Linked DNA regions of Sus scrofa: region 2 is linked to region 1. The links are chromatin contacts, called in public HiChIP or PLAC-seq maps. All regions are on one chromosome and are shown on one strand. Each heading gives the region's core, a stretch centred on a gene start, on an enhancer-like site or on the middle of the called end of the contact. The rest is flanking DNA. Distances are from core to core; before and after follow the strand shown.

Region 1 (2,599 bases), core at 34-2,533:
TTGCTGTGGCTGTGGTGTAGGCTGGCAGCCGTAGCTCTGATTCGACCCCTGGCCTGGAAATCTCCATATGCCACAGGTGTGGCCCTGAAAAGCAAAAAAAAAAAAAAAGGGGGGGGAATAAACCTACTCTGTCATGACAATTCTTGTTAACATTTTTTAAAAGCTAAACCATCCTATAGGAAGCCTCGTGCCCTCTCGACCCTTTGGGGTCCTGCTGTGAGGCAGGTGGGTGCACATGGACCACTCCTGAAACCCACATCCATCGTGGATGAGGCAGTTCTGGGGTGAGGGGGCTTCCCCGGGACGGAGCTGGGCTGAACCAGGAGAGTCCCAGCCTTCAGGCCTGCCATGCCACAATGGTGCCCAGCAGCATTTCCAGAGTGTGGATCTTCTGCAGTGGTCACGCTAGGAGAATGGTCCCATGAAACTCCCATGGTGTCTATTTGGAATTGCTGCCTGCAGAGGGCTGACCAGGCAGACGTTACCCCACGACTGACCGGGCCAGTGGGTGAGGGTGCTTGGGATGGGCCATCTCCCCTCCCTTTCAGTCGGTTCTGGTGGGCCGGTGTAGACACAGAAGCGCGGGAGATAACGGCAGTTTGACCTTCTGTGAGCCTTCTCATCCTCTGTGTGGCCTTTGTGTGGTGTCCGAGCCAAATGTGGCCGGGGAATTTATCTCTCTTCTGTGTGGGCATCCTCGGCTCAAGCAGGATGCACGGTGGCCCGGGTGGGGCACAGCCAATGGGCAGGACCCTGGCTTGCTCCTGTTTAGGGTGAGGGTGCCCCTTCGCCTGCACTGCAGTTTCAGAAGATTCCCTTTCAATCTGTGGTGTGGTTTCAGGAGGATTTTCTCTTTAGAAGGAACACGCATTTGCATGGTGGGCGTCTCTACCCCCCTCATTCAGGTCAGGGACCCAATTGCTTTCCCGCCCACAGCAGCCTCCCTGCCTGGGCCAATTCTCTGGTTTTCCACGGCGTCCGTGAGTGGGGCTGGCTTCCCTCTCAGGAAACAGAACCCCAATGGGCGTCTGGAATTACCAAGGTGATTTAGCGATAGGGCCTTCTGAGTGAGCTAAGCTGGGGGTAAAACTCAGTCCGGATGGGGTCAGAAACCTGAGCCCCCTCCCTCCCCCCGCCAGGCACCTCTCGGGTGCAGCTGCTCATTGCCAAGCTTCCAGCATCCCTAAGGAGGCGTGTGCCGCTTGGATGCTGTCCAGGACCTGGCAGGAGCAGCCGGGGACGTGTGTGTGTGTGTGTGTGTGTGTGTGTGTGTGTGTGTGTGTGATGGGCACACATGCACAAAGGCTCAGTTCAGAGGACCTCAGATGACTCAACCCTACACTTTAGCGGGAGCCACCAGATCCGCTGGTGTAAAATCTCACCAAATGCACTTATCATCTGCTTGAGGTTTTTCCTATCAGGGCAGCAGAGGGGAGGTTTGCCGTGAGTGACAGTGGGGGGAGGAAGCCAGGTCCTGAGGTCTGAGGTGCCCCTCTCTCTTCTCCCAAACCCCCGCCCCCGCGCTGGTGCCCCCAGTAGAGCCATCTCTGTCCCAGCCTTGCAGTTCCCAGAGGGGCTGGCAGGCGTTGGCATCCATCCCCAGCTGTCACCTCTGAGTCATGAGCAGCCGAGGCCTGTGGGAGGTGGGGAGCCCAGCAGTGGCCTCACACAGCGGAGAGGGAAGTTCCTGCTTTGTGGGGACACGTGAGCGTGACAGCACATGTGCTCATGGAAGCGGCTCGTGTGGTTGTTAGTCACTCTAGGGAGCGAGTGGGTAGCGTGGAAATGTGTCTTTTCTTGGTTTCTTGTTTTCTTGGTTTCTTTTCCATTGGTTTTAAAAGAAGTAGTCACTGAAAGGCCAGGAAGTAGGATTTGGGGACGAGCCAGTGAGCAAGAAGCCCCACTAGTGTCCTGTGTCCCGCGCCCTCGCGTCACCCTATCAGCTCCTGTGTCACTGCAGCACCATCCCTGACAAGGAGACGCTGGCCCTGCTGGCTCCAGGCTGCCTCTTTTATTAGCCTGATGGGCTTCTGAGTTTCCCAGGCCTGCCCTATCAAAGTAACCGCACACCGAGCTGCTTCAATGGCAGAAATTCATTTCCTCTGGGTCCCTGAGCCTGGGAGGCTGAGATCAAGGTGCTGGCTGGGCTGGTTCCTGGTGGGGGGTGGGGGTGGGGGCAGAATCTGCTCCTGGCCTCCCCCACCCCCCCTCCAGCTTCTGGTGGGCCCCTGGCCATCTTTGTCACTCTTTGGCTTCTAGAGCATCCACCATCTTTGTGTTCCTGTTGAGTGGTGCTCTCCCTGGGCGTGTGTCTGTCTCGGTGGTATCAGGACAGCAGTCATGTTGGGTTAGGACCCAGGCAGTGACCCCTTTTAGCCTGATGGTCTGCACAGACCTCCTTCCCAAAGAAAGTCACCTTCACAGGTACGGGGGTTGGGACATCAGCATCTTTGGTGGAGGAGGGGAGAGCCCAGTTCGACCCGTAAGAGGGGCAACACGGCATGGGAGCATGGGTCATGGGGTCCAAGCGCTTGGGATTGAAAGCTGTGTGGCTACTGGATGTGTGTCTTTGGGCAGGGTGTCAGCCTTGTTTCCATAC
Region 2 (2,599 bases), core at 45-2,544, 1.5 Mb before region 1:
TTGGGGTGGAGAATGGAGAGGAAGCGGTGCCTAGAGAGCCATGAATGCCAGCTTCACTAAGAATTTTTCCCTTAAGTGTGTGCTTTCTTTTGTTTTTGAGGGCAGGGCACCCAGGGTAGACTGAGAGATTTTGCCAAAGGCATTGGAGGCGGGGAAAGAGAGAAGCAAAGAACATTCAGAAGGGGCTCTTGGAGTTGGCTCAGGGGTTCAGCCCCCTTTATGGGGTGCTTTCTCTGGGTCTTGAGGGAGGAGAGACGCTCTCCTGGAAGGAGCTCACAGTCTAGCAATGGGAGACAGGGTCCCCGAATGCAGTGCCAGGAACACTACGGTAGAAGAGCTGGACATTTCCAGCCTGGGCTATCAGGGAAGGCTTCCCAGAGGAAGGGACACCAGAGGACGAGGTGGAGTTAGGCAGGTACAGAAGCAGACAGAGGAACAGCAGGTGCCGAGGCCCCGACGCGACAGGGATCGGGTCAGTACAGAAACTACAGATTGGTTGGCTTTGGGCAAAGGTGGACACGCGCAAGTGACCAGAGGTGAGTCTGGAGAGATGGGCAGGCCTGCGATCATGGCTTATTCAGAAGGTGTGGGTGTGGGACGTGGCCAGGATGGCAGTTTGAAGACAACATGCTGATGGGAGACTAAAAGGTGGAAACGTGCTAGCAGGGCACTCGGAGGGGTGAAGGGTCAAAGGCCAGACTCTGGGGGTGGAGGGAGCAGGACGGTGGGACTGTCACAAAGCTTTTGAGTGGAAGAACAGATAAAACTCGGTGCCAGTGGTGACGTGGGATGAGGGACCGGAAAGGATCAGCCTTTGAATTTTTTGAGCTCGAGCAGCTCAGAGAAGGCTGTGACTGTTGAGAGAAATAGGGAAGTTCAGAGGGGAAACCGGTTTTTGGAGGGGAAACTGGGGGTGGGGGAAAGACAATTGTTTCAGTTTTGGACAGTTGTTTGCTCTCTTGAGTTGCTTTGTTTGGTTTCTATAGTTGTTTCTTCTTCCCTTAAAACTTAGTTTCGGTGTTTAGAGAGAAAAAGAAAAAAAAAAAAAAAAAGCCTAGTTTTATATCTTGCCCAAGATCGAGGCACATCTTTCTCTGCGGCCCAAAATGACTCAAGAACCTAAGGGATCAATAGACAATTGAGTTGCTCCAGATTTTCAGTGCCAGGTGCCAAGGTGAGGAGGTTCTTGTCAGCACAGGGGCAGGTGAAGGGAGGCTTGGGGACTTTACCTGGTTGGCTAGACCTCTGTTTTTCTCTGGAGTCCTTACTTCAAGAATCAGAGCTTCCTGATGGACCTGTTGGGCAAGAATCCTAGGTCTGTCATCATAGACCTTCCTGGCTCAGCTTCCTAGAACTTCCCTTTTTTTTCTTTCTTTTTTTTTTGGCTTTTTAGGGCCACACCCAAGGCTTATGGAAGTTAGTTCCCAGGCTAGGGGTTGAATTGCAGCTTCAGCTGCTGGCCACAGCCACAGCCACATGGGATCCGAGCCTCCTCTGCAACCTACACCACAGCTCATGGCAACGCTGGATCCTCAACCCACGAAGTGAGGCCAGGGATCGTACATGCATCCTCATGGATGCTAGCTGGATTTGTTTCCACTGTGCCACAACGGAAACTCCAGCAAAAGCTTTCTAAACAGCTCTTGCTCTCTGGGGACAGTAGCTAAGGTTTCACTTACCTCACTTATTTCAGAGCCCTGCCCTAGCTGGTGGCTGGGGCTACCTGTCAGGGAGAAAATGGGTCAGCCTGATTCTCCTGATCGCTGAAGTGGAGAAAGTCCGTGGTGTGGGGTGAAGGAGAGACAGAATGGCTGACCCTGGCTCCTCTCCACAAGGGCCAGAGAAGAAGCAGTTTGGAGGGAGGCCAGCTGACTGCTCTGTCTCCTCCAAACCCTTTCAATCCACCAGCCATGCTGCCTCTTTGACACCCTTGGAGGCAGTGTCCCTGACTGACCTCATTAAGCACAAGACGTTTACCTTGAATTTCGTGGAGTTAAGCTAACCCTACCTGAACGACTTCCTTAGCAGGGGTGAAGCTTTGTTGAAGGGCAAAAATAAAAGGAGTTCCCGTCCTGGTGCAGCCGAAATGAATCTGGCTAGGAACCATGAGGATGCGGGTCTGATCCCTGGACTCACTCAGTGGGTTAAGGATCCGGCATTGCTGTGGCTGTGGTGTAGGCCGGCAGTTGTAGCTCCAATTCCACCCCTACCCTGGGAATCTCCATATGCCTCAGGTGAGGCCCTAAAAAGAAAAAAAAAAAAAAAGAATAACTCTATTAAATTGGGATTTCATGGAAGTAGGGGGGCAGCTGCTCTGAAATCAAGGAGGAATGCTGGGAATTCCCGTGGTGGCACAGCCAGCACAACTGAATATCCATTAGGATGTGGGTTTGATCCCTGGCCTCGATCAGTGGGTTAAGGATCTGGCGTTGCTGTGAGCTGCAGCGTAGGTCACAGACATGGCTCGGATCCCACTTTGCTGTGGCTCTGGCTGTGGCTGGCAGGTGCAGCTCCAATTCCACCCCTAGCCTGGGAACCTCCATATGCCACACATGTGGCCCTTAAAAGCCAAAAAAAAAAAAAGGGGTGGGGGAGAAGC

The links. HiChIP or PLAC-seq counts read pairs in DNA pulled down with a chosen protein or histone mark.
Region 2: a contact with region 1 is called in an H3K27ac HiChIP or PLAC-seq map of alveolar macrophages. The contact joins two enhancer-like sites. A contact is called at or near these places in 1 of 5 promoter capture datasets (fetal liver) and 1 of 2 datasets of contacts at active chromatin or transcription factors (alveolar macrophages).

What each region holds. Positions count from the first base shown.
Region 1 is chr7:9,820,050-9,822,648 of Sscrofa11.1, reverse strand. The region is part of intron 1 of GFOD1 (glucose-fructose oxidoreductase domain-containing protein 1); the gene reads left to right. Among named protein-coding and RNA genes, the nearest start is that of GFOD1, 33 kb to the left of the region's middle. Within about 2 kb of position 1,283, at least 18 of the 83 cell types and tissues checked have an H3K27ac peak or open chromatin away from gene starts, as enhancers often do. A contact at or near this core is called in alveolar macrophages, where this site is marked.
Region 2 is chr7:11,341,191-11,343,789 of Sscrofa11.1, reverse strand. No RefSeq gene overlaps it. Among named protein-coding and RNA genes, the nearest start is that of JARID2, 16 kb to the left of the region's middle. Within about 2 kb of position 1,294, at least 17 of the 83 cell types and tissues checked have an H3K27ac peak or open chromatin away from gene starts, as enhancers often do. A contact at or near this core is called in alveolar macrophages, where this site is marked.